Regions from separate parts of the Mus musculus genome. Here all the other regions are linked to region 7. A link is a contact called in public HiCAR-type, HiChIP or PLAC-seq, Micro-C and promoter capture Hi-C data. All regions are on one chromosome and are shown on one strand. Each heading gives the region's core, a stretch centred on a gene start, on an enhancer-like site or on the middle of the called end of the contact. The rest is flanking DNA. Distances are from core to core; before and after follow the strand shown. Region 1 overlaps M1ap (meiosis 1 associated protein). Region 2 holds the start of Pole4 (polymerase (DNA-directed), epsilon 4 (p12 subunit)). Region 3 overlaps Hk2 (hexokinase 2). Region 4 holds the start of Loxl3 (lysyl oxidase-like 3). Region 5 holds the start of Hk2 (hexokinase 2). Region 6 overlaps Hk2 (hexokinase 2). Region 7 holds the start of Eva1a (eva-1 homolog A (C. elegans)).

Evidence for each region. Promoter capture Hi-C pulls out the DNA fragments that hold promoters and counts their contacts. Hi-C and Micro-C count contacts between places; a contact is called where the count stands out from the background. HiCAR-type assays count read pairs that join an accessible place to other places. HiChIP or PLAC-seq counts read pairs in DNA pulled down with a chosen protein or histone mark.
Region 1: a promoter capture Hi-C map of cranial neural crest shows a contact between it and region 7. The contact joins the enhancer-like site here to the promoter of Eva1a in region 7. A contact is called at or near these places in 4 of 39 promoter capture datasets (the 3T3-L1 cell line, cranial neural crest and maxillary cranial neural crest), 1 of 484 Hi-C or Micro-C datasets (cortical neurons) and 1 of 115 datasets of contacts at active chromatin or transcription factors (extraembryonic endoderm stem cells).
Region 2: a contact with region 7 is called in a HiCAR-type map of astrocytes, with 4 times the contacts expected there. The contact joins the promoter of Pole4 here to the promoter of Eva1a in region 7. A contact is called at or near these places in 13 of 39 promoter capture datasets (the 3T3-L1 cell line, 3T3-L1-derived adipocytes, cranial neural crest and 6 more), 2 of 484 Hi-C or Micro-C datasets (nephron progenitors and uterus), 13 of 115 datasets of contacts at active chromatin or transcription factors (astrocytes, embryonic basal ganglia, embryonic forebrain and 9 more) and 2 of 9 other capture datasets (embryonic stem cells and pancreatic islet).
Region 3: a contact with region 7 is called in an H3K27ac HiChIP or PLAC-seq map of embryonic stem cells, with 2.6 times the contacts expected there. The contact joins the enhancer-like site here to the promoter of Eva1a in region 7. A contact is called at or near these places in 5 of 39 promoter capture datasets (the 3T3-L1 cell line, cranial neural crest, frontonasal cranial neural crest and 2 more), 8 of 115 datasets of contacts at active chromatin or transcription factors (embryonic forebrain, embryonic hindbrain, embryonic midbrain and 4 more) and 1 of 9 other capture datasets (embryonic stem cells).
Region 4: a contact with region 7 is called in an H3K27ac HiChIP or PLAC-seq map of extraembryonic endoderm stem cells, with 4 times the contacts expected there. The contact joins the promoter of Loxl3 here to the promoter of Eva1a in region 7. A contact is called at or near these places in 2 of 39 promoter capture datasets (cranial neural crest and maxillary cranial neural crest) and 1 of 115 datasets of contacts at active chromatin or transcription factors (extraembryonic endoderm stem cells).
Region 5: a contact with region 7 is called in a Micro-C map of embryonic stem cells, with 6 times the contacts expected there. The contact joins the promoter of Hk2 here to the promoter of Eva1a in region 7. A contact is called at or near these places in 1 of 39 promoter capture datasets (cranial neural crest), 1 of 484 Hi-C or Micro-C datasets (embryonic stem cells) and 7 of 115 datasets of contacts at active chromatin or transcription factors (embryonic forebrain, embryonic stem cells, extraembryonic endoderm stem cells and 2 more).
Region 6: a contact with region 7 is called in an H3K27ac HiChIP or PLAC-seq map of extraembryonic endoderm stem cells. The contact joins the enhancer-like site here to the promoter of Eva1a in region 7. A contact is called at or near these places in 2 of 39 promoter capture datasets (cranial neural crest and second pharyngeal arch cranial neural crest) and 8 of 115 datasets of contacts at active chromatin or transcription factors (differentiating embryonic stem cells, embryonic hindbrain, embryonic midbrain and 5 more).

Annotation. Positions count from the first base shown.
Region 1 is chr6:82,985,442-82,989,276 of GRCm38.p6, reverse strand. The region is part of intron 4 of M1ap (meiosis 1 associated protein); the gene reads right to left. Among named protein-coding and RNA genes, the nearest start is that of Gm32644, 35 kb to the left of the region's middle. Within about 2 kb of position 1,621, at least 22 of the 459 cell types and tissues checked have an H3K27ac peak or open chromatin away from gene starts, as enhancers often do.
Region 2 is chr6:82,651,333-82,654,654 of GRCm38.p6, reverse strand. It overlaps Pole4 (polymerase (DNA-directed), epsilon 4 (p12 subunit)), which reads left to right and starts at 1,790. Exons shown (of 4, transcript NM_025882.3): 1 at 1,790-2,031; 2 at 2,488-2,572; 3 at 3,177-3,218. The coding sequence starts at 1,816.
Region 3 is chr6:82,735,901-82,739,479 of GRCm38.p6, reverse strand. Hk2 (hexokinase 2) reads left to right here. Exons shown (of 18, transcript NM_013820.3): 9 at 960-1,193; 10 at 2,646-2,950. Among named protein-coding and RNA genes, the nearest start is that of Gm32480, 22 kb to the right of the region's middle. Within about 2 kb of position 1,994, at least 24 of the 459 cell types and tissues checked have an H3K27ac peak or open chromatin away from gene starts, as enhancers often do. A contact at or near this core is called in embryonic stem cells and hippocampal neurons, where this site is marked.
Region 4 is chr6:83,032,088-83,035,783 of GRCm38.p6, reverse strand. Loxl3 (lysyl oxidase-like 3) reads right to left here and starts at 1,579. Exons shown (of 14, transcript NM_013586.5): 1 at 1,495-1,579; 2 at 1-329. The coding sequence starts at 302. Dok1 (docking protein 1) reads left to right here and starts at 2,313. Exons shown (of 5, transcript NM_010070.4): 1 at 2,313-2,413; 2 at 2,718-3,017; 3 at 3,156-3,249; 4 at 3,369-3,553. The coding sequence starts at 2,354.
Region 5 is chr6:82,773,023-82,776,796 of GRCm38.p6, reverse strand. It overlaps Hk2 (hexokinase 2), which reads left to right and starts at 2,343. Exons shown (of 18, transcript NM_013820.3): 1 at 2,343-2,879. The coding sequence starts at 2,817.
Region 6 is chr6:82,755,904-82,759,279 of GRCm38.p6, reverse strand. The region is part of intron 2 of Hk2 (hexokinase 2); the gene reads left to right. Among named protein-coding and RNA genes, the nearest start is that of Hk2, 17 kb to the left of the region's middle. Within about 2 kb of position 2,094, at least 22 of the 459 cell types and tissues checked have an H3K27ac peak or open chromatin away from gene starts, as enhancers often do. A contact at or near this core is called in extraembryonic endoderm stem cells and trophoblast stem cells, where this site is marked.
Region 7 is chr6:82,040,326-82,044,132 of GRCm38.p6, reverse strand. Eva1a (eva-1 homolog A (C. elegans)) reads right to left here and starts at 2,505. Exons shown (of 3, transcript NM_145570.2): 1 at 2,232-2,505.

The sequences.
Region 1 (3,835 bases), core at 372-2,871, 950 kb before region 7:
GAGCCATCTCTCTAGCCCCAAATCTTACAAATATTTGAACACCCCTCAAAGGCAGGAAAGCAGGAGAAAAAAAGACCAATCAAACAGAATTAACAAACAACAGAATAAAACAATAGACATGAAACTAACCATATCAACACTTAAATAATTATTAATGGAGTATCATTCCAAGTAAAACTTAGAGGTTATCAGAATAAATAAATAATATGTTGTCTACAACAAATTTTCTTATTCTTTTTTTTTTTTTTTAAAGATTTATTTATTTATATGTAAGTACACTGTAGCTGTCTTCAGACACTCCAGAAGAGGGAGTCAGATCTCGTTACGGATGGTTGTGAGCCACCATGTGGTTGCTGGGATTTGAACTCCGGACCTCTGGAAGAGCAGTCGGGTGCTCTTACCCACTGAGCCATCTCACCAGCCCAAATTTTCTTATTCTTATTCTTATTGGTTTTCAAGATAGAGTCTCTCTGTGTTGCTCTGGCTGTCCTGGAACCCATTCTGTAGATAGGCTGGCCTTGAACTCAGAGATCCACATGCCTCTGCCTATGAAGTGCTGAGATTAAAGGCCTTGCCACCATGCCTGGCTCAATATACTTTAAATACAAATCCACAAATGAATTGAAAGTACATGTATTAGAAAAGATAAATGATAAGGACTCAGGAGAAATGAAAGCATCCATGCCTGGAAAGATCTGTGTGTAGGCATTTATACCAGTTTTACTCATAGTCAAAAATAGAAAACCAAAGTGTCCATTGACAGGTGAATAGTTAAACAAATTATTTATGTAAAATATTACTATTCAACAATAAAGACTTGTTATAAACACCATGGACAAATCTCAACATCTGAATGAAAAAGGTCAGACACAAAAGTATATATATATATATATATATATATATAGTATGATTCTACTTTTGTAAAATGGGAAGTAAAGGGCGGAGGGTGGGATTGAGTGTGTGTGTGTGTGTGTGTGTGTGTGTGTGTGTGTAGGGGAGGAGGGGCCTTTGAGCACAATGCAAGGATTTTATATCTTGACTGGGGTGATGATCTGTAGGGGTACAGGACTGTGAAAACTCACTGAGCTGTACATGTTGAATGCATGTAACTTCTGGTATGTAGACTATTCCTCAACCCGGCAAGAACAAACTTTAAAAAATCGCCATTTTCAAGTAATTTCAGATATGCTGCTAAATTCCTATCACTTCATTTAAGTATAAAAGGAGGGGATGCTATTTTTCTGAGATCACGGCTTCTTTTAATGAAACACATGTCTGTCTGGGTTAAAAATCTTTAGGTAGCAAACACAACAGAGCTTCTAATTTAGACTTAATGCCACAGGAAAACGACTTTAATGCAGTTATCCAAGACAAACTCGATGCGCAGCTGCTCATCTGGCCTATTTTGTAAGACATCAGAGTCTGACAACTGCTTAAAGTACAGAGGGGACCCTCCAATCCCCTACCCCTACTTCTTTCTGGACTCTTCTAAGGAGCAATGAATCTCCATCTTCTTTGTTTGGATTGTTAACATTTGGTATTTCCTGAGAACACATGTGGATAGGCTGCCTTTCCAAGGATCTTGACATCGATCCCTGGTAAACTCTAGGAGGAAATTTTAAACAGATGGTTTGTGAGCACTTAGCAAAGGAACCTGATATCCTTGTGTACACGGCTGAGAACTGTAGGCTCGCTGACAGCCTCGTTAAGCTGATTTGTAACTGCTTCAAGACTCACATACCCAATCAGTGCAGACGGTTGTCAACCTGGACAGATGCTGTCTGGATGCCAAAGTATATTGATCACTGTGACCTCCCGAGTTTTGGCATATTTATTACTTATCCATTCTTTAGAAGACTAGTATAAAAATTTTATCGTATGCAAATGAAGACGTATCAGGTGTGCCCTTGTAAGCTCTAAAAGCTCAGCCATAAGCAGACATCATGAATCTCTTTTGTTAACTTGAGATACAGAATGTCATGAATAGCACGACATGTCTGTGTGCTCTTCCCTCCTCCTCAGAGGAAGCCTTGCTATGCTGAACTTCCTTATCATTCTTTCTCTTTTAAAAAGGTTACTGCTTTAAGTAATATTTCATTGCTTTAACTTCCTGGAGCTTTGTAAGAAGCACAGTCTTCTATATGCCATGAGTGGCCTGCCTCTCCCCACCCCCCCAACACCCCCCACCCCCCGTATAAACATTCATGAGCATCGTTCCTCTCAGCTGTGGTGCTCCACTTTATGATGATGTTACAACGTTTGCATTCCAGACAGCAACTTCTCGCTGGTTACTTGAGTGAGAGCTGTAGGTGTGGTTTTTCTGACTCCCTTTTCCATGGTGTCTTCTGACAAACAGGAATTCTGATTTTACTATAGGGATGCTTCTTCAGTCTTCTGTAGCTAGCAGACTTTGTGTCTCATATGAAATTCTTCCTTCTCCTCACCTACAGTCATTAAGTTTTTTCTTATACATTCTCTTCTAAAAGTTTTCTCTCTCATATTTAGGTTTTATAAAGTAGAGATCCAACTTCTCTTTTTTCCTGAAGGATCAATGATCGTTCCAGCATGATTTAGTAACTACACTAATCTATTTTCATTGTTTTTCCATGGCAGCCACACCACACATTATGTTTTCATGTGACTTTCTGCTTCTGGGCTCAGTAATAAGTTCTGGACAGGACAAATGGTCTATTCCTGTGTCAGTATGACACTACATATTATTTTCTGCAGTGCTGTGTGTTAAACCCAGAGCATCATGCATATGAAACAAAGGATGTGTGATTGAGCATATGATAAGCCCAAGTACTGTCTTTTTTTTTAAGATTGATTTATTTATTTTATGTGAGTACACTGTAGCTGTCTTCAGACACCCCAGAAGAGGACATCTGATCCCATTACAGATGGTTGTGAACCACCACGTGGTTGCTGGGAACTGAACTCAGGACCTCTGGAAGAGCAGTCAGTGCTCTTAACAGCCGAGCCATCTCTCCAGCCCCTCCAATACTGTCTTATTTAACAACTTTATGAGTCATCTTTGCACCCTTGGCTTTAACATGCACCTTAATTTCAATGTGCACATGCACATGAGCGTGTGAGTGCATATACACTTTGCATGGGATTAGTTCATCAGATTAATTTTAAAAAGTGAGCTAGGTATAGTAATTGTAATCTCATTTATGATGAGCATTTGAGATTGACATAGGAGAATGTGATTTTTTTAGGGCAGCTTAGGTTACACATAACCTAGGCTTTGTAAAGCAAAACTCTGCCTCAGAATAAAATCAACAAATGAAGCTGGGCGTGGCAGTACAGACTTGTAATCCTAGCACTCAAGAGGCTGAAGCAGGAGTATTGCCACAAGTTCATGCTATCCAGAACTACACAGTGAGACCCTGTTTCAAAACTAAACCAAGTCAAAACAAAATCAACAAAAAACTCTGATAGGATTTTGATTGGAATCAGTTAGCAGGTCATTTTGGGGAGAACTAAATTCTGTTCTAATGATATTGATATTTTATCTAACATCATGTTCCTTCCATCCAAATATAACTTCTTTAAGGTACACCAATGAAGCTTTAAACACCCCCAAGAAGTCCCATAATATGTACCTGTGAAGGTTTGCATAGTCATGGCCTCCATAGATTCATGCATTTGAATGCTTGGCCCATAGGGAATGGCACTATTAGGAGGTGTGGCTTTGTTAAAGTAGGTGTGGCCTTGCTGGAGGAAGTGTGTCAGTAGTGATGCATTTAGCTAATTATTTTGTGCTCCCAGCAAGCTGTGCTCCCAGCCACCCACCAGAGCCCTCTGGATTCTCAAATCACACACACACACA
Region 2 (3,322 bases), core at 541-3,040, 610 kb before region 7:
TTAAGTACACAGTAGAGAGCACTCAAGACAAAGGTCCTAAGGAAAACTCTGGTACAATGTAACTCATCGCTCCTCCCCTGGAGCTTTTAATTCTGGCCAAAACTCATTTTGTTCCAGTGGGGCCTCTGTGTATAGACCCAGTTAAAGTTTATTGCTTAAATTTGGAAGTAAATGATTTCAGGTTATTATGCAATGAGCCCTTGGCTTCCCCTTATTCCACAGGTACACTGTGGAACAGTCTGTGGCTCACTCATAGCTGTAAATAAAATTACTTACCTGCATCAATAGTACAGGCATTATGACTAAACATTAATATTTATATAAAGCAATTAACTAGGTACACAGTGTTCTTATTATGCCTTATATTAAAAATTTAGTGTGTGTTGGATGCATTTGTTGGTATAAAGGCCCAAGGTCCACAAGCTCACTGATTTGGTTCGGCTAGCTTAGCTGGCCAAAGAACTTAAGCAATCCTGTTCTCTTAGTGCAGAAGTTACAGGAGTTCTATCACACTAGCCTTTTACTGTGTTCTGGTGATTCGAACTCAGGTCCTTGATGAGCAGCATACACTTTACTGAGTTGTCTCTCTTGCCTATTGCGAATATTTGCCACACTTCCATGCCAGATCTCTGGTTCGGTATGAGAACTCATAGGTAAGAAGAGGCAGGGAGAGGCTTCTTGGAGATCCTTTGCAGAGGCCGGCGAGGTCAAAGCGATTTTCTGTTTTAAAGATAGGGCCTTACTATGTCGTCCTCGCTGGCTTGGGAACTCCCTCTGTACACCAGGCTGGTTTCAAAGAGCATGATGTGCTTTTGCTACTTGAGTGCTTATATTAAAGGCGTGCACCACCACACCTGGTAAAAGTTATCTTAATCTTAGTCATTCTCATTCTCTCAAGAAGGTGCAGTGGAATTTTCCATAACTATGCAAAAAAACAGATAGTAAAATGTTGAGAAGCAGCTAGACGATCAAATTGTTTTCTAAAGGAGACATTAATTTTTTTCTCATCAATTTTTGTTTTTGTTTTGTTTTGTTGGTTTTGGTTTTTTCGAGACAGGGTTTCTCTGTGTAGCCCTGGCTGTCCTCGAACTCACTTTGTGGACCAGGCTGGCCTCGAACTCAGAAATCCGCCTGCCTCTGCCTCCCAAGTGCTGGGATTAAAGGCGTGTGCCATCACCGCCCCGCCAATTTTTGTTTTTGAAAAGTTACTTGTCATGATAATGTTTTGCCAACACTACATACTAGTATTTTAAAACATAAACCCTATGCAATTAATGTTCCTAGAGAACACAGTTTTTAGTTTTGTTGTTTTGAGTAAGGAGATCAGTGTTCTGAGCTAACCCTTGTTTGACCAACCACAGACAAAACTTGCTCTCCGTGTCTGCACGCCTTTTTTGCAGTGGTTTCCTCCCACTAAACCGCACTTCCAATTCTGCCCGTCAAACGTCCCATTCCACCTAAAACATGATCCCCGGCGCTGGCCCGGGTCTGTCGCTGCGCGGGGCAGCGTTGTGGGGACACCCACGGGTTCCCCTCCTGTTGGCCTAGAGGTTAAACTCAGCACCTACTGAGGCTCTAGAGAAGCATCCGGACTTCCGGCTCAGCTAGGCCACGCCCGGCCGCTTCCAGGCTGTGGCCGCCCGGAAGAGTACATCAGACCCCGGAGTCAGAGGGGGCGGTTCTGGCGCGCCACGCCTAGTGAGGGTGGGGCCACGCCCACACGGAGAGGCGTGGTCTCTACCCGGCGCGGGAAAGGGGCCGAAATCGCGTGCGCGCGCTCAGTCAGCGACCGCGCGCCACACGTTTCGGGAGGGGATGGCGGCAGCGGCGGCTGCTGGGAGCGGGACGCCCAGAGAGGAAGAGGCTCCCGGAGGGGAGGCAGCGGCTTCGCAGGCCCAAGCCCCGACGAGTGCACCCGGGGGAGTTCGCCTCTCGAGGCTGCCTCTGGCGAGAGTAAAGGCCTTGGTGAAGGCAGACCCTGACGTAACGCTGGCGGGACAGGAAGCCATCTTTATCCTGGCGCGTGCCGCGGTGCGACGGGGAAGCAAGGGCGCCTGGGTCGGGGAAAGGGGCGTGGCATCTAGGGGGCGTGGCGCTAGGGGGCGTGGCGGGCCCTGGTACGCCGACCTGACTTGACTGAGACCTAGGAAGGCCTCTGTGGGCCCCGTTTGAGTTGGTTAGCCACTCTCCTCTTCACGAGGACCCACGCAAATTTAGTTTGCATGGCTCCCACGGCTCACACAGAACTTGAAGGGGATCCTAATGAATGAGTAGGGTGGATTTGGAGATATTAGAGCAGGGGGATTGGAGCTATGGAGAGGGATAGCAGAAGTATTTTCATAAGTTCAGTACAATGGTAGCTTCTAGAACTTTCCTGTGTGGTAGAGTTCCCCCTTTACCCTTCTTGTCCACGTCTACACAGGATTGCTCATCTCAGTGGGCTAGAGTCCACTAATCTCTGCTTGCTTTTTTTTTTTTTTGTTGCAGGAACTGTTCGTGGAGACTATCGCAAAAGATGCCTACTGCTGTGCTCAACAAGGAAAGAGGAAAACTCTCCAGAGGAGAGATTTGGGTAGAGTCGCTGTGGTACCCCAGGGTGGACAGGGGAGCTATGGGCTGGGCTTTCTTATAGCTGTTTCACAAGGCATCATTGAAGCAAGGGGAAATTTGGCTTTTGGTTTATTTGTCTACCTGGTAACCCTTCCACATGTGTAAGCCTTTAGAGACTGTACCTCTCATTCCCTTCTATGCTGCCAAACTCTTTTTCTAGTATCTTTTTTTTTTGTTTTTGTTTTTCGAGACAGGGTTTCTCTGCAGCCCTGGCTGTCCTGGAACTCACTCTGTAGACCAGGCTGGCCTCGAACTCAGAAATTCACCTGCCTCAGTCTCCCAAGTGCTGGGATTAAAGGCGTGCACCACCACGCCCGGCCTTGTTCTAGTGTCTTTAGAGTAGAGAGAAAAGTGAATTTTGGAATAAGACAGGATTGTAGGATGCCTTGAACAGCATTTTCGCTGGCTTTTGAGGTGAGACAGTTAAAAGAATAGTGAGTGTAAAGATGGATCTTAGGACCTCTGGGTTACAGTTTGTAAGTGATGTCATTTGCATAAAATTCCATGTTGGGTCTGATGTCTGAATGGCAAGAGCCAATCAAGTATCCCTTTACCTTGTGTTTCAGATAATGCAATAGAAGCTGTGGATGAATTCGCTTTTCTAGAAGGTGAGTTCACTGCCTGCACAGACTATTTCTCTGTTGATGATGTGAGCTTCAAACCTTATAAAACCTTATAAAACAGATGTGTGGTTTTCCTTTGTATACATGGC
Region 3 (3,579 bases), core at 745-3,244, 700 kb before region 7:
TCCATGAGTAGGGCAGGAACTGGGAGGGAAATAAGAGGCATGGCTTGGAGGTGTGTGTGTGTGTGTGTGTGTGTGTGTGTGTGTGTGTGTGTGTGTTAAGCCTTGGGTATGTGTTCTGCAAAGTGTCTACCTTTAAGACAGACTTCTCACTGGCCTGGAATTTACTAAGTAAGCTAGGCTAACTGACTACTGAGCCTCCAAGGGCCCACCGGCCTCCACCTCCTCTTTTAGACATAAATTGTGGGGATTGAACTCGGGCTCTTGTGTTTGCCAAGGGTTTGCTTTTCCCAGTGAGCTCGGGAATGGGAGCAAAGGCTTTCACTAAACAATGTTCCAAAGATTTAGATCTGCTGTTCTCGCTTGAGATTTCTACTTGATTGAAGGGGGTCTTATAGTTTCAGGGACGTGATGGAGCGAGGAAGTAGTTTTAGTGGCAAAGAAGGGCAATGAAATAGTTCAAAGAACTTTGCTAACGAGGACCCTCGGAGCAGTTCTGCCTGCCCTTTGTTAAGCCCAAAGGGAGATGAAGGCGCGTGATATAGAGGCATGGGGCTCCTCAAGGAGAGGCTCAGGCCCTACCTCCAGCCTTTTCCCGTGTCTTCAGACATAGACTGGCTTTTGCCGTTGCAGAGAGCCAACAGGTAGGGTCCACACTGGCTTCAAGTACTCAAAGGTTGCCATTCATATACTTTGAGGGGAACAGAGAGCAGGAACCCACATGCTCGCTTGCTCCCCATTTGCAGCGGCGAAACCAGGGTCTTGTCTTTATAAGATACACACAAAGGAACTTCGAGGTTTTCCTTGTGGAAAATAAAAGAGTGCCGACAGAAAGCAGACCTCCCTCTGTGTGTGTGTGTGTGTGTGTGTGTGTATACTCGGGTGTGGGTGGTCTGGGAGAGGAGCCTTGAACTGCTGGCCACAGTGAATTCAACACTGCTCACACCCTATCTGTTTCCCAGCGATAAGGACGGAATTCAGAAGGCCTACCAGATCCTGGTGCGCCTGGGTCTGAGCCCGCTGCAGGAGGACTGTGTGGCCACGCACCGAATCTGCCAGATTGTGTCCACGCGCTCAGCCAGCCTGTGTGCAGCCACCCTGGCCGCGGTGCTGTGGCGGATCAAAGAGAACAAGGGCGAGGAGCGACTCCGCTCCACCATCGGCGTGGATGGCTCTGTCTACAAGAAACATCCCCAGTGAGTGAGCAAGCCGGGGCTGGGAACAGAAGGGTCCCCTGGAGACTCCATGAGGCAGCTCTGTATTGCTTTCCAGACAGCATAAGTGTTCTCCAGTCACTTGGTATGAGTGGGATTGCTTTCTGAAGGCAGCTGATGGCTTGCCCTCTGTTTAGAGCTCCTGGTTGCTGAGTCCTTGGCTTGCTGCCTCCTCTTCCGCTCTGTTTTGAGACAGGCTTGTCCTCTAGTCCCTCCCAGGCTGGCCTTAGACTCAATCTGTGCCCATGGCGAACTTAAATTCTGATCCTCTTGTCTGTCCCCGCCTCCCAAGTTCTAGGATCACAGGTGTGTACCACCTTTCTGCAGAGTTTGCCATTGAATGCTCTGTGCATGGCAGGCAAGCACGTCCTCACAACCCAACATCATCCCGGGCCACCTCCCTCTTTTTATGAGTTACTGATTCATTCCTTGTTCTTCCATTACTCTGACTGGTTCATGTGGGTACCATGCCCTCTGTTAGTGGCCATCCAACCTTGAAGACGCCAGCCTCTCCTGATTTTAGTGTCGGATTGTTCCCGCCCTGTCATGTCCCTTTGTTCGTCTATTCCAAACTGTTCATATCTCACCTGAGATCCAGAAGAGGTCTTTTGTGTTCCCGTATTTTTCTGTCATTTTCTCAGTGTGAGTGCCAGGTCAGGGCACCTTTAACTGAGCTGGTGGCTGCCATCTGGCTCTGAGATCCATCTTCAGCATTCTAGCCCAGGGCTGTAGGAACATGGATAACCTGGGAATGTGGTTAAGAGGCCGGTTCTGGCTCAGTGACTGGGTGAGGCTGACTTTTACAGTGACTGGCCTGCCGCGAGGCTGCTTGCTATCTGTGTGGGTGTGGGTGGTCTGGGAGAGGAGCCTTGGAATTGCTGGGCTGGGCTGTGCTGTCCGCAGCAGTCTGCGCTCCGTGGAAGCTGCAGGGGGCCGCCACCCAAGAGCTTCTCCCTAATTAAACATTCTCACTGTCTCCAGTTGTTCAGATGCTTCTGAGGCCATTGGCAGGAACTGGAAAGAGAAAGGCCAGAGTCCAGAGAAAGATACTCGTAGGCTTTTGTTGTCATTGTTGAGTGTTTTCCTGGGGGCCATCAGATGAAGTGAGCCTGGATCTCCAGGGGCATCAGAAACATTTGATTCCCGTCGTCTGCCCTGGCAGGGGCTGGCTCCATCTGCTAAGCAGAGGAGCTGAGGCTTGTTCCATGAGAAAGAGTGGGTCTGTGTGACTGCGTTCACGGGGGAAGCCAGCTAGGGCAGCCATGATTGAATAGCTGGGCCTTTATATTAGTCACCCTAAGATGGGGGTGGGGGAGGGATGGAGAGAGGAGATACAGACACCACTTGCTTCTGCAGGGGCCATGGTCAGCTCTGCGGCCATTTGTACCACAGACTGTAACCATGGACACCCGTCTCTTTCTCTGTGTGTCACAGTTTTGCCAAGCGTCTCCATAAGGCAGTGAGGAGGCTGGTGCCCGATTGTGATGTCCGCTTCCTCCGCTCTGAGGATGGCAGCGGCAAGGGGGCGGCTATGGTGACGGCGGTGGCTTACCGTCTGGCTGACCAACACCGGGCCCGCCAGAAGACCCTGGAGTCTCTGAAGCTGAGCCATGAACAGCTGCTGGAGGTTAAGAGAAGGATGAAGGTGGAAATGGAGCAGGGTCTGAGCAAGGAGACGCATGAGGCCGCCCCTGTGAAGATGTTGCCCACTTATGTGTGTGCCACTCCAGACGGTACAGGTACGTGGCATCGACGCCCCGTGTGTGTGTGTGTGTGTGTGTGTGTGTGTGTGTGTGTGTGTGTGTGTGCTGTGTGTCGTGAGCCAAAAGATATCCAGTCCCCCTGGAGCTGAAGTTAGGGGGAGTTGGGAAACCCCTGATGTGCTTATTAGGAGCTTAACTTGGAACCTCTGCAAGAACAGTGTGAGCTCTAAACTGCTAAAGTTTCTCTTCAGCCCCATTAGTTTTGCTTTATGAAATGGGTCTAATGTAGCTCAGGCTGGCCTCAAATGTAGTCCAGGATGCTGTACAGGACCACCTTGAATCAACCTATGCTAGGATTGTTCGTGTGTGCAGACATTCAGACCAACCAATTTTTTTGTCTATTAAAAATTTGCTCTTTGGCTGAGAACTGAAACCAAGAGAGCCTCGCTCAAGTTCATACAACCAGTGTCAGCTGACATTCAGACCTAGGAATCTGCATTCCAGAGGCAGCTCTCAAATACTACATTAGTTGGGTCTACATGTATTTCCTGTTTGGCTCCATATAAAAAATTTCTGGTCCGTGATGGTTCATGGTTGGCACCGGCTCTCGAGGCAGAAGCTAGGGTTAGGTAGCCTGTTAATATGGGGCCTAGCTCCATTCAAGC
Region 4 (3,696 bases), core at 330-2,829, 990 kb before region 7:
TATTTGGCACTATGGGTCCACCCTGTGGCTTCTGTGAAGCCCAGCTCCCGGCAGAGGACATGGGCAGCCTGCAGCGTGAAGTCATCATCACAGATGGTGCCCCATTCACCAGCTCGCTGTATCTCCACTCGACCTTCATAGGGCTTTCTAGGAAAGCCAGCCAGCCGGAACCTCAGCCCCTGGCTTCCTACCTTCTTCTCTGGGCTGATAGAAGGAGACGGAGACCCCACACTGAAGCTGCACAGACAGTGTAGCAGCAGTAGTCCCCATGGGCAGCAATACCACACACTGACAGCTCTCATGGCGGGTGGGGCCCAAGGAGGGGGGCACTAAGGGACAGAGAAGGAGAGACACACACACTGAATGAGGGTAGGAACACAAAGAAAACAGGCACAGCCCTAGAGACCTAGATTGGGGGCGAGGGAGACTCTCCTTTCCCTTTGCAAATAATAAAACTTATAACTTGTGGTTAGTGTCCCACCATAACCTTCCCTGGTTTGGCCATCATTACCACCAACACCATCATCTCTATTTACTTTCATCCATGGGGTGGGTATGGGTTAGAGATGGAGAGTCTACGGATGGGTTGGGTAAACAGAGATATTGGGAAGAGACACAGAGAGGACGACCCAGACAGGATGTGACAGGAAGGGAGACTGTGGGAACGAAGGGGAAAAAACAGAAAGGCACGGGGTGAGAGACACATTGAATATGGATAGATGGTTTTAATCAAACCAAAAAAACCAAAGCACAGAGTAATGGGGAATGACACAGAGAGGCAAAAACCATGAGGAGAGGGAATAAAAGCCAAGGTGCAGGCACAGGAGAAATGACAGCAAGACCCATGCAGTTAGACAGACAGATGGCATCACAGGCAAGGGGAGCCTGGGAGCCCAGCCCTGGAAATCTCAGCACTATGAATGAGAAGACTCTTCAGTTTCCTATGGGGGCAGATGCCCATGCAGGAAGGGCCGAGGCTAACCGGAGTAGGAGAACCTTCTGCCACCCTCCCTAGCACATGGGCTGGCAAATATGCTGCAGGGTCAGGGACTCCAGGAGACCTAGGCTTCAAGCTGGGCAGGGTTTGGTATGGAGTTATCCAAGCTCCCTGGAACACCTCTTTTTCTGTCACTGGGCAACCAGAAGCTAGGGCTAGCTCCCCAGCTCAGGCCTTCTCTATCCGAGGCTGAAAACAGTCCTCCACAGTAAGGGGGGCCCTCCATTGCTTCCCCCAACTCAGACAAGACAGCTTTGTTCTGGGGGCATTTGGCTCCGAAGCCCTGGTGTTCAGCGTAGGGCCTGCAAATTGCACCCTGAAGCCTCCATCCCCAACAGTTTGCTCAGCTTTCCACTCTTCTGTTTCGCTCCTTGACCAATAATAAAACTGTCAGTTGGTTGGCTTTCCCGACTCCATCCCAAATCAGCGTTTCTCCTGGTCCACCATCCTCTCCATCCCCAACTCCTCTTCCCGCTGGCCAGCAGTAACTCCCCTACCTTCGACTAGGCACAACTCCAGAGGCTGGAAGCAGAGTCCTGGTCCTGGAGATTACTTTCAGGACTTCTCAGAAAAAAAGTGTTCGGCCAGGGGAGACTGGACCCCCCCTTCCTCTCCCCTCTTCGTTGGTCCCTCCCACGTCCCCTAGAGCCCTCCCACATTCCGCTTTCTCCCTCCATTCCGGCCAGGCCAGTTCCCTCCTCTAGATCTTCCCCTCCCCTGTGGAGCTGGCTGCAGCCACGCCACCCCCTCCCACTCCTCCCGGCTCAATGAAGCTTTCTTTTCCCGCAGGTTGGAGGCCCGGCAGCCGTATTCAGGGTGCTTGACTTGCAAACGGTTTCGGGACAGCAGGACGGCCCCTGTGGCAACGGGAAGCTTTCCAGCCCGTAGCCGTTCCTCCACATCCCCAACTAGACAGAGTATCAACAACAGTCCAGTCCAATTCCCGGGCTGGGCCATGAGAAAAGGTCCCACAAAGAAAACTATTGTCCCGATGGCTCCCTTGGTCATTATGGCGCCCCCGAGGTGCCTGCAGGTGATGTCACGGCCTTCACTCTGATGTCACGTTAAACATATGTCGTCACTCTCAGCTTCCACCCCCCAGGCACTAGGGCCCCTGGTTGGTGATCACCGCTTCCCTGAGTGGTGCCACTGTGTGCACCACTAAAGATAAAGGCTTTAGTGAGCTCTCCCTGAGTTCTTCCTGATGGCTCGTTTTCCTCCAAGCCCTCCGCTCCCCCATCACCGCCGCAGGGGCCGGGGAGGGGCGGGCACGCCTCCGGCACCCTGCAGCCTCGCCCCGCCCCGCCCCGCCCCCAGCCCTCCGGGCCAGGAAGCGCGGAAGGAATCGCCTGGGCCATGGACGGGGCTGTGATGGAGGGTCCGCTTTTTCTGCAGAGTCAGCGCTTCGGGACCAAGGTAGTTTGTTTGTGGCGTGGGGGATGGCGAAACCCCTCTGGACTAGAAGTGGGTGAAAGAATCCAGAAAGAGGGAAGGGGCCGGAAGAAGGTCGGAACGGCGCGCGGGCAATTGTAGATCCCCAAGACGTTCCCTTAAAAGTCTCGGGCTGTGCCCTCCTTGGTGCGGTCTTGGGATGCCATTATCTTTGGGAAAGTAGCTCAGCCTGGGAAGCCCCAGACTCAGATCGGCCTTCATGGGTCTCTTCTTCCTTGTGGGGCGCGTGCTACCACCGCGCACTCTCGAGTCTTTCGTTCTTTCCCAGAGGTGGAGGAAAACTTGGGCTGTGCTTTACCCAGCCAGTCCTCACGGCGTGGCGCGGCTGGAATTCTTTGATCACAAGGGGTCGAGCTCTAGAGGGGGTCGAGGCGGCTCTCGCCGTCTAGACTGCAAGATGATACGCCTGGCTGAATGTGTGAGCGTGGTGCCGGTGACTGTGGAGAGTCCCCCTGAGCCCGGCGCTGTTGCCTTCCGCCTGGACACCGCACAGCGCTCGCACCTGCTGGCGGCGGACGCCGTATCCAGCACCGCCTGGGTGCAGACTTTATGCAGAACCGCCTTTCCGGTGAGTGACTGGGGGTGGGCATCTCTGGGCTTAAGGGACACTGCGAGGATGGAGCTATTATAGAGGCACTGGACTTCTTGCACCTACCCTAGACCCAAGAGAATTATATATAATTCTTCCATGTTCCCTTTTCTGCAGAAAGGCGGCTGGGCTTTGGCGCAGACGGAGAACCAACCTAAGTTTTCTGCCTTGGAGATGCTGGAGAATTCGCTGTACAGCCCCACCTGGGAAGGTAGATGTCTGGCAGGAATGGAGTGGGTTGAAGAGGTGCCCTTGGGGAGCTAGTGATTGGAGTCAACCGAGTCCCTAACTTGCCCCAGCGCTCCTTCTCCTTCGTATGTGTTCTTCCAGGATCCCAGTTCTGGGTAACCTCGCAGAAGACCGAGGCTTCTGAACGCTGCGGCTTGCAAGGCTCCTACATACTGAGGGTGGAAGCTGAGAAGCTGACTCTCCTGACTTTGGGTGCGCAGAGTCAAATCCTGGAGCCGCTCCTTTTCTGGCCCTACACTCTGTTGCGTCGCTATGGCCGGGACAAGGTGCATGGGGCTGTCTGGGAGGATGACCCGTCAGGGAGGGCTACCAGGTTGAGTAGCTGTAGGTGACAATTCCATTCTCAGGTGGTCTCTTCTGTGCAGATACAGTAACTTGGTCAGGCCTGTGACTCATTTTTTATGACACG
Region 5 (3,774 bases), core at 1,094-3,593, 730 kb before region 7:
TTGTTTTGTTTTCAATTTTGTTTTTGTTTTTTTGTTTTTCCAAGACAGGGTCTCTCTGTGTAGCACTGGCTGTCCTGGAATTTGTTGACCATGCTTGCAGCCTTGAACTCACAAAGTGCTGTTGCCTGGCTCTAAAACAACTACTACTTCTTCTTCTTCTTCTTCTTCTTCTTCTTCTTCTTCTTCTTCTTCTTCTTCTTCTTCTTCTTCTTCTTCTTCTCCTTCTTCTTCCTTCTTCTCCTTCTCCTCCTCCTCTTCCTCCCCTCTTCCTCCTCCTCCTCCTTCTTCTTGACAGGGTTTCGTTGAGTATCTCTTCCAAGTCTACTTGCTTGGTAAACCAAGCTGGCCTGGAGCTCAAAGATATGCCTGCCTCTGCCTCCCAAGTGCTGTGATTAAAGGCATGTGCCACCATGTCCAGCCTTAAAAATTATTTCTAATAGTTACTCTTAGGAGTTTGGATTTTAGTTGAAGAAAAACAATGGTTTTAAGACACCACCACCCCAAGACAGTCTGGTATATATCTATCAACCAATCTAATCTTATCTCTTATCTATCTATCTATCTATCTATCTATCTATCTATCTATCTATCTATCTATCTATCTACCTACCTACCTACCTACCTAGCGTATCTATCAAGCTATCCAAGTTGGCTTTGAATTCCTGACTCTTCTGCCTCCACCTCTGAATCACTGGAACTACGAGTGTGTGCCACTACATGAAGCACTGGTTTGTATTTTAAACAAGTCTCTTTAGCTCCTGAGTGAACGAGGGATCACAGTGGTCAAGCTAGAGGTACCTAAAAACAGCAGCTAAGTGAAATTACACAGGCTCTGGTGGAGTCATCGGTGGCCTGGCTATGAGGGTCTGGCCTCTTTGATTTGCTAAGTTAGACTAACTGTTCACTGATGGTGTGAATAGATGTAAGAGCAGGGAGAAAACCATGGATGGTGACGTCATTTGTGGAGACAATTGGTAAAAGGGGGGGGGGTGACCCTGGGAAGTTCAGCCTAGTACATGTTAAGTGTGAGACACTAGTCACCTCCACAGGGATGACAAATGACAGCTGGTTAAGAAAGCCAGAATCCCTGGGGAAAGTCCTCGCTTGTAGATTAGGTTTGTGAGTTACCTGTGTGCGGATGGTGTAACTGCTGACGATGGCGCTAAGAGGGATCACCCAGAGAGGAAATAGATGAACCACATCATAGAAAGTGGAGCAGAGCCTTTTTAGGGCTGGGGTGTACCTCAGTGGGCAGGGTGCTTTTCTAGCACGCACAAAGTCCCATGTTAGATCCCCAGTAGTGGCACATGCCACTCCGGAGGTGGAGAGAGGGCTTGGGGAGTGAGATTATTTGGAAATGGTAGGCTTTATCTTCCTTCCATGTAACTTTCAAACTCCTGGCTTTCCATTCTCCACCAGCACCAACTTCATGTCATCTGAGGTGCTATTTCAATATTGATGGCGTCTACTCATAAATGTCAACTTAGAGTCTGGTGTCAGGCATGAGCTGAGGTCGAGGCGGGCTCTTCTCAGCATCTATAAACCATTTCACACCACTTGAGCCTAGGATCAAGCTGTTACAGGTGCCCTTTCTCCTCCCATCTATCAGTCCCAGCTACAAACAAAGTTTCTCTCCAGCCTTTGCTGGCTTCAAGAAAGGCTGGATAATATACCGGGGGTGGGGGAATTGCATTTCAGAGTAAGATGTGTTCCTGTCTTCATCTACCATTTGTTAGGGGTGTGACCTTGGGCAAAACTCACTAACAGCACAGTGCCTAGTTCCCCAATCTGTAAAACGGGGTTAGTAAAATCCATATGCTATATTGGTGTGATATTAAGAAGGGCTGACTTTTGTAATGGCTTAGCTTCAGGGATCCGCTGACTCGTTGAGCTACAATTAAGATGAGAATCACGGTGCTTCAGACTTGTCACAGGGCAGTGGCAGCCCCTCACATGATCCCCAGATACCAGATTATGGCGTGTGCTGCTACGATCACTTGTCTTTCCAGTCGCCCAACATCTCTTGGGTCCGCGATCACGCGCCCCCCACCCGAAGCTGAGCCTGACGCGGCGGTGGCTCATGCGCCCTGGAGTCCCGAGCTCTAGCCACGGAACACACGTCCCAACTCTGGCGCCCAGCTCCGCCCCTAGCCTCGGGCGCGTCTCTCCCGCCGCCTGCTTGGGTGCTGGAGCAGCCGCGCCCGCGGGCTCTAGGCGCTGATTGGCTGTGGACCGCGGGCGGACAGCCGAAGAGCGCACACACCCTCTTCCCGCAGCCAATGAGCACATCCACGTCACTGTCCGGGGCGGCCCAAAGAGCCGGCAGCCCCTCAATAAGCCACATTGTTGCACCAACTCCAGTGCTGGAGTCTCAGGACACCACAGGCTACCCGGAGTTGTTCTGCTTTGGAGATCCGAGGGCAGGAGCATCACGCCAGTGACTCTGATAGGTGCGATCGCCGGATTGGAACAGAACTGTCATTTTTTTCCGAAGTTGAGCCTTAGTGACCCAGTGAGTGAAGTTAGCGACGGGACGCTAAGCAGCTAGACCGGTCGGCAGGAGTGAGACTTAGGGTACCTTCTAGTAGTTGTGATTAAAAAAATTGAAAAAAAGAAAAAAAAAAACCCTGTTTCTGGAAACTTGAGGCCCTCAGCTGGTGAGCCATCGTGGTTAAGCTTCTTTGTGTGGCTCCTGGAGTCTTCGATCCCAGCCGGACACCCGGGCCTGGTTTCAAAGCGGTCGGACAGCGCTGCCTGCTCCATCGGTAGCGCTCGAGCCTCGGTTTCTCTATTTGGCCCCGACTCGCCGCAACAAGATGATCGCCTCGCATATGATCGCCTGCTTATTCACGGAGCTCAACCAAAACCAAGTGCAGAAGGTAAGTCGGCACGGGCGGGAGCTTCTGGCTCGCTTCGGACCAAGTTGCGTGCTCTCCCGGAATCTGGAGCACGCAGAGGACCTGCTTCCTCCTCCTTCGGGGCTGGAGACGTGGAACCAGTCTGGGTAGCTGGGAAAGTCCTGCGCGCGAGAAGCCACGTCTGCTAGGCACCCTCGTGGCCCGACCGCTCACCATCGATAGTCCCACCTACCCGGGACCTGCGCGCACCCTCCCCACCCTTAGAGCCCCTAATTTCTTGATGGGACGGCCGCCCTGCACGTAGTCTGAGACTGCTGCGCCCACGTGGGAGGAGCCCCCTTCTGCAGCCCCGAGTTCCGGCAGGAGCACGTGGGGAAGAATCCTGCTTAGGGGAGGAGGCGGGGTGGAAGCGTGTAGCAGCTGGGGCCCGGCCCTCTTGAATTTAAGGATGTGTTGAAGAGGCCTTCGGTTCCTCGTGGCGCTCCTTGGGGGTGGATCGGGGGTGGGGTGGGGGAGAGAGCCACCCAGGAAGGAGCGGGAAAGGGCGCAGAAAGACTAGCCTGCCGCGCCCCCTCCCCGGAACTGAACTGCCCGGAACTGAGGCTCGAAAGGGGCGCCCCCTCACAGCAGACCTTCCTGGGGACCGCCCCGCCTCGTCCCCGTGTCTGGCCGCCGAGTTGAGGGCGGATTTTGGATAGTATGTTCTGATTTGGAACTAAAAGTTACACGGAATGGACTCATCTTCCCACCCCACGATCCCCAGAGTTCTTTTTTTTCTTTTTTGTTTTTGTTTTGTTTTCTTGGTTTCTGAAAATGAACCTTTAGTCGCTCTGACCTTCCTGAGCCCACCTCACTCTGCCTTCCCGGCAAACTCCAGTTCTCTCGGCGCGCCATTTACATAAGAAAGCGCCTCCGG
Region 6 (3,376 bases), core at 845-3,344, 720 kb before region 7:
CAAAAGATTGACATTGGAAAGAGTGTTATTTGACTTTTTGGGGAAGACAAACATCCAGCCTGCCTGGTGCCCAAACTGCAGAGAGCTGCAGAGTACCCCCCCCCCCCCACACACACACAGCATTTGCTAGTGTTTACATAGCCTTGGGGAGAGGCTTTTGAATTTGTGCCTTCCTGGTCTCCCTTAAATGAGGACTAAATCCCAGAAAGCCTTTCACGTGGACCTTTCGCTAATATGGTGGAGGTGATGGAAGTGTCTGAGGGCATGAACAGAATCTCCACACCCATGTGAGTTCATCAGCACAGGTTGGGTACATGGGAGACATAGTCATGGCCTAGTGGGGTGGGGTGGGGTGGGGGTTTTGATGGACAGGGAACTCTCAAAGCGAATGCCAGGAGGTTGAACCTGCACAGTGGCTTTGGTAGCATCCCTGGAGGTAGAGGTGCAACCTGTTATTGGTAGAGCCTATTCATTTGCCACAGCGACAACCATGTTCTAGACTGGCATTTGTGGGGTCCATAGCAGTGGGGGGCACTAGTGTGAGGTCTTTATCTGGGGAGAAAGGGAGAGAGTGAGCTCAGGCCAGTGGAAGATTCAAGAAGCAGACTGAGAGCCTGAGGGATGGGCTGAGCAGCCGGCCAGGGGCTGTGGAAGGCGGGTCTGTGTTGGAACCTGACCTTGGATCCCTGCGTGCCCTTGAGGAACAACTTTTGAGAGTCTCTGGGATCTGGTTTAACAAGACGTTGTACAGTTCCTAAAGAAAGAATATTTGTTGAAGCCTTGTGGCCTGTTTGGCCCAGCACTTAGCATGTGTCCTTGTTCATGAATGTGTGTGTTCCCAGACCTTCAAAGAGTCCCCTGAAGTGGGGAGAGGGGACCCTGTGAGCTCTGCAGTGCCCTCTAGATTGGCTCTGTCTCATTCTGACTGGAAGCCATACCACATCTGTGTTTCAGTGTGACATTCTGATAAATGTATCAACTTCTGAAGGGCAGCCTGTATCTCACTAAGTAAGCACCTCAAATGTTGAAAAAGTGCATTGTGGGAGCCAGGGCTTGCCCTGAGCACCTACCTACCTCGTAAGCTTAAAAGATTTATTTATGTTTTTATGTGTGAGTATTTTTTTGCTTGCATGCCTGCCTGTATGCCGTGTGTATCTAGGAGCTCTGAGAGGTCAGAAGAGGGCGTTGGGTCCACTTGAACTGGAGTTACAGACTGTGACCCACACAGTGGGTACTGAGAATCGAACCTGGGTCCTCTATAAATAAGAGCAGTAAGAACGCATTAGTGCCGAGCCACATCTCTAGCTCCAATTCATTTACTTAAACAGAACTTTGATGAGGTATATGTTTCCGTTTCTTTCCTTGTGTGTGTGTATGTGTGCACTTCAATGAGTCTGGAAGCCAACTTGCTGGAATAGCTTCCTCCTTTTACCATGGGAGTCCTGGGCGGTGGAACTCAGCTTGTCAGGTTTAGCAGCAAGTACATTTTCCTCAGACTCATCTCACCAGCCCCTAAAGAGATTTTTATCCTCCTTTTTTAAAATATGAAGCTGGGATGGTCAAATAATATGCCCAAGTTCACACAACTGATGATAGGCTGAGGCCAGGAGTCAAACATGAAGATGCCAAAGTTACCAGGTGTGCGAGTGTGAGCATGTGCATGCAGATCTGGGTGGTATAGGTTGTGTGACAGGTGACAAGTGGTGTATATGACAGTTCAGCTCTACACCTGTTTACAGTGCCGCCATACTGGAAGTGTACCTTTGCCTGAGGTGTCCTGCATGCCCCCTTACATACATAAGCATACTGAAGTACAGATCTCACAACATGATGAGTTGTGAGAAAGACACAACCCCCCCAAGTCACTGGATACAAATGAAACTCCAAGCATCCTTGCACTAGGTACGGCCATTGAAACAGAAACTAGACCGTGTGTACCAGACAACAGACAGTTCTGTGCTAAAGCCCTCTCAGGGTCTCAGTGGTAGATACTCTACAGAAAAGGAGAGTCAATTTTCAGAGAACAGTCCCGTAGCAAGCAGGCGGTGAGACAGTCAACTCGGGCTGGCCCGAACCAATGCCCAGCCCCGAAGCACACCGCCAACAGCATGTTTTATTTTCCTTGTACCTCCCACATGACTAACACAATGCCTTCATTCTTCTTTTGGGAACTCTGATTGGGTTTGATCCACAAAATCCTCTCCTAGGTTCAGCCATCTGTGAGGCCGTGGTGTGCCAAGCTCCCATGGCCTGCCTTTGAAGAGTGAGAATTGTCCTTAGGGAGATAACGCTTACGCAGATGATACACTTAGAGCGTGATCCTGGGCCATATAATGCAAGCATGAGGTGTGATAAAGGGAGCCCAGCTCTGTGATAGGCTGGTTGTGTGCAAGCTGCCCCTTATCTTGGTTGCTGTGTATTTTACCAACATCTACGCAGTAGAGGCTTGAGTGAACTGCAGCACACAAGCGAGCTAATTAAGGGGGTTTATGATGTGGTGCTGGCGACCTAAGCAGAGATTGTACTGATACCCTCTATAGTGGGTGGCATTTACGTATGTTGGGTCAAACACCTGATTGTTGTTGTATTGATTTTTTTTTTTTTAAAGATAAGAGTCTCACACAGCTCTCGTGCAGTCCCCAGAGGCTACTGGCAATAAATAATTCTGTAGGGCAGATATGGGCAGGCCCCTTTCTAGGGGCATAGATTTTGTTAAAGCGACAGTTCAGAAACTGAATGTGGGAATCTACTTGTGTATTAGTGGGTGAGCTGGAAGCACGTGGCCGTTTGCTGCTTCCAGCATTCGGTGGCCAGGAGGTCTGGGAGTCCTGTGAGTCAGCCCAATGCAATCCACTTGGCTAGTTTAGTTAAGGTTAAGATTTCCCCAGCGTCACCACTGGAAGTCCCATTATCCCTGTACACTGAGTAATCCAATGCAGGAGGGTGACGCTCTTGTCTGGCCCTTGAACCTAGGCCCCTGCTGCTGTTTGGCTGGGCTGCAGCATCTCCTTGGCCCCAGACACATCCATCCCCTCCAGGTTACTCACGCACAATCTTATCTGCCTAGGAACCAGACAGTTCCCTCCCAGTGACAACTTTGACAATGACACTCGCTAGGTGCCTGTAGCCCCCATTGCATCAGCTCTATGCTGTAGCTGACTTTGACGTGACATATTTTGGCAGCTATAAATTGGTACCATGTTATATAGTTATGCTAGACCGACACGCTGACACTTAACTATGCTGTGAACTTCCATGTATGCTGACCCTCTCTCCATCCAGAAGATTCATGCTAACTCCTGTTGCCTGTACCTGAAAGGTATTCTTGTAGAGCAGAAATGACTCGTACCATTCTCTTTCTTCTTGGGTCAATGTG
Region 7 (3,807 bases), core at 1,256-3,755:
GAGCACAGCCCCATACCAGGCTCAGTATGTGGGTATCAGTGGAGAGGTGAGCACCACGGGGTCCCCTGCTGTAAATTCTGCAAATGGGATACTGAAGAAATGAAGGTGACTGGGTAGGGCAGCAGGGAACAAGGGCACTGTCCTAAGAAATGGAGAAAAGCTCCCATCCAGAAGAGACTGAGTTCTAGACCAAAGAAAGATGAGCAGTTTGCCAAGCCACTAGGGCGGGGAAGGTGGGTTCAAGAGGTCAAAACAGCAGAGGATCGGTGAACTGGGATGTGTTGGAAGCATGGCAGAAGGGCTAGAGGTTGAGGGTGGGCAGGGAAGCCTGGAGCTGGTGTGCAAGGTCACAGATTAAGCCTCACCCCTCAAGAGACCGGCTAGGGGCTGCTGTTAATGACTGACAGACACCTGTAGACCCAGGTCCTTTCTGTAAGCAATGGAGAAGCAAGAAAAGTGTGGGGCAGGCCAGCGGCCTGGTGGGAAGCCAGCAGTGGAATTCTGACTCTGGGGCTGCAGGTGGGGGTGGGGATATGAGAACAGGGGCTGGGGTAATCTGGAAAGGAGGGGAGTTGGGATACTCTCTGTGAGCCAGTTCCTTAAGTCAGGGTGACCCAATGAAAGCACAAGCAGTAATGGGCCAGAGGTATTGTGAGGAGAGGGTTCTCCTGAGCATTCCACCAAGCGAACAGCATCCTCCCTCACCCACAGGGTGAGGGCCAAAAGTATCTCCAGCTATTACCAGACTTCCCTTAAGGGCCACAATTAAAGCACATGTGGCACACACACACACATACACAAAATACAAAATAAAATATCTCTAAAATTAAAATTAAGCTCCACCATCTTTACTTCCTGGTTGACATCGGAGGGGGGGCGTTGACTCTGGTATTTTGAGGCAGAATCCTGTGGAACGAGGTTGGACTCAAACTCATTTTGTGGCCACAGATGACCTTGAGCTTCTGATCCTCCGGATTCCACTCCCAAGTGCTAGCCGCCCCACTCCCCCCCAACCCCTCCAACCTCCACCCCTGTGTGTTACACTCTTGGCCCCACTATTTTTCCGAAGAGAAAACAGCCACAAGAAGGCATTACCAAGGCTGGTGGTCTGACCCTGGCTTCCTTGACACCGGACTTGACCTCAAGCCGGCCCGCGGTGGCAGACTAACAATTACACTGCCTGGAGGGGAGGGAGGGGCTGAGAGAGCGCGGCGCCGGGTAGTATCCTCTTCAGTGAGCTAGGACGGCAGCCGGCTCTAAATAAACGCTTTGGATTTGAACGGAATCGCGATGTATTTGCTATAAAAGGTAAAGGCTTGGTCTTCCCTGAGTGTGAGCAGGCAGGAGGTAGCAGATTTCTTGCTCAGACTGGACTGAGGAACCATCTTTAGGGCTGGACTTGGGGTGTGCGGCACAGACCTGTTGGGATCCAAATTCACGCTTGGACCCTTTGCAAACTGCGAGGCTCAAGGCCGCTTACTCCCTCCTTTCCTTTTGTCCATTTTTAAAGCCAAGATTCCTAGAAGTTCCTGCCACAGGCCTAAGGTTGGAAAAGGTGTTTAACTAAGTAACAAAAATGAAACTACCCAGCGGGTCCGTCTCGCCGGCTTCAGAGCCATACTGGTTTGTCTTCATGCCCTGCAAAGATCTCTTCCCTCTACCCCCAGTCGTCGGGATCCTTCACCCCCAAACCTGATGAGTCCCTCTCCAGCAACAGAGCGTCACATTTAAAGCTTTAGGGGGCGCCAACAGCCTTAGAACGCCACGGTCCACTCCAATCTCGGGGATCTGGGGACGCGCGGGGGGGCGGGGGTCGTCAAATAAGTGTCAATAGTTCAGTGGCTCTGAGAAGAGTTAACTAAGTACTTCGCTAGGCCGGCTTCAGGTGGGTTAATCCCCAGCCAAGCCTAAATCCGCCGCCGCCGACTGGCCCGCTCAGCCAAGCTCCAGGGATTGGAGCAGCTAAGAGAAGCGCCCTGATTTGGAATTCACGAGTTCTCCAAAGCCCAAGGCAGAGGGTAAGAGTGGTCTGACCAAGCCAAACAGGATCAAGACGCTGGGGACGCCAGAAGGAAGGAGAAGCAAAAGAAGAAGGCAGGACCGGTGCTAACACCTGGACAGGGGTTTGGAAACAAAGCGGTAGTTTGGGATCCGAAGAGCACTAAAGAGTTCCCGCTCAGCAGAATTAGAGTGTCCCCGCGCCCTGAGCGCGCTTCGGGGAAGCAGCTTACCTTCTCTAGGACGACTGGCGCGTACTTCCGGGGACCGAGCAGGGGGGCCTGGAGTGGATCAGATCACCTAGGGAAGGGCACGGCAGTGTGCTGCTGCGCCCTGTGGCTGGGGCACCCGCGCGCCGGAGAGCAATTTGGGGCGGCCCTCCCCAATCAGGGCTGAGCACGGAACGCGCACACCCAGCCTCTGGACTCCTCCAGCCCTGCACACTCTAGAGGAGCCTGAGTCCGTGGGAGGAAAAGGTTGTCTCATTTCCTTCGGTCTCCCCCCGCTACCCCACCCCACCCCCGCCCCTCGGCTCCGGACCTGCCCTCCCTCCCGCTCCCCGCCCCCTTCCCCACGTGGGCGCCGCGAGACGCGAAACCTGAACGGCTGCTCCAACTTAGTTCAACTTTGGCAACTCTTGCCTGCCTCCCCGCGCTTCCCACCGTCCCCTGGGTTACATGATCTCCCCATCCGCGGTCCCCACCTTGTCCCGAACTTCCAACATTTCCCTCTTTACAGCAAGGAGCCCAGATCTGCAAGCAGAATCCAACCCTACCCCCAACCCTCATTGGCTTATTCCTGCCTGGTGGACTGCACTCGTTGAGCCAGCTTTAAAACCCCAAGTCCAGACAGGAAATAACCACTTACTTTGTTAAATTTGATCGACTCTTTTTTTTTTCTGAGTGGAGAGTTTAAAGTCTGATGCATAATCTCCAAGGAATGTTCGTTAGTATCAGAAGACATTACCACTTTTTGGTCTTGCTTGCCTGGGTTTGAAGTTTTGTTAAACTACAGGAGTATTTATGCAGTGGCCACAAGGAGCTTGGTGCAGAACAGGCTAGAATGACCCCAAAGGACATCCTGTTCCTCGGCAGTTAGCACAGGTAACTGGGGCAAAGATAGGAGTGGACCAGTCTTAATGGTAGAGGACAGTCTAGACAGGCAGACAGGCAGGCTGTGCAGCCCAGCCCTGTGAAAGACAGGAAGAAGGAGGGGAACAGAGAAGAGATCGCCCTGCCAGCCCAAGAAAGGGTGTTGCTGGGAACCAGGGCAACTGAAAACCAAGGGCTCAGATGGTGGAGAAATTGGATGGAATAACCAGGGACCAAAAGGGGTCATCAGAATCCCAGGTGTCCTCGAGAACTGCTATCAGAAGCATACTCTAGAAACAGCTGCTGTTCTCCTGCCCCTCTGGACCTGACTCACTGAGAGTCTACATTCTGACCCAATGCCCGGATTCAGATGCTATTTGAAAATGTTGCTTTCAAGACCATTGGTGGCATGGTGGACTGAATATATCAGACCACAGAGCCCTGGCTGGACTTTAAGCTATTAGGTTTAAAAATGAGAAGAAACCCAGGTCCACTCATACGATCACTGAATTTGTCTAAAGAGGGTCCCCCAAGTGTGTTTCTGAAAGTTGATCTGACAGAGCCAGGGCTGAGAGCCATAGTCTACACTTGGCCAAACAGTGCTTGCTTTATTTAACCTTGAAATGCAGTGCTTTCCCTCAAAGAAAACAATCTCAGGGTCCTGATGTAAACACAGACCAGTTGTCTTCTCTTATAGAAGCTACTGGTCTGGCAGGAA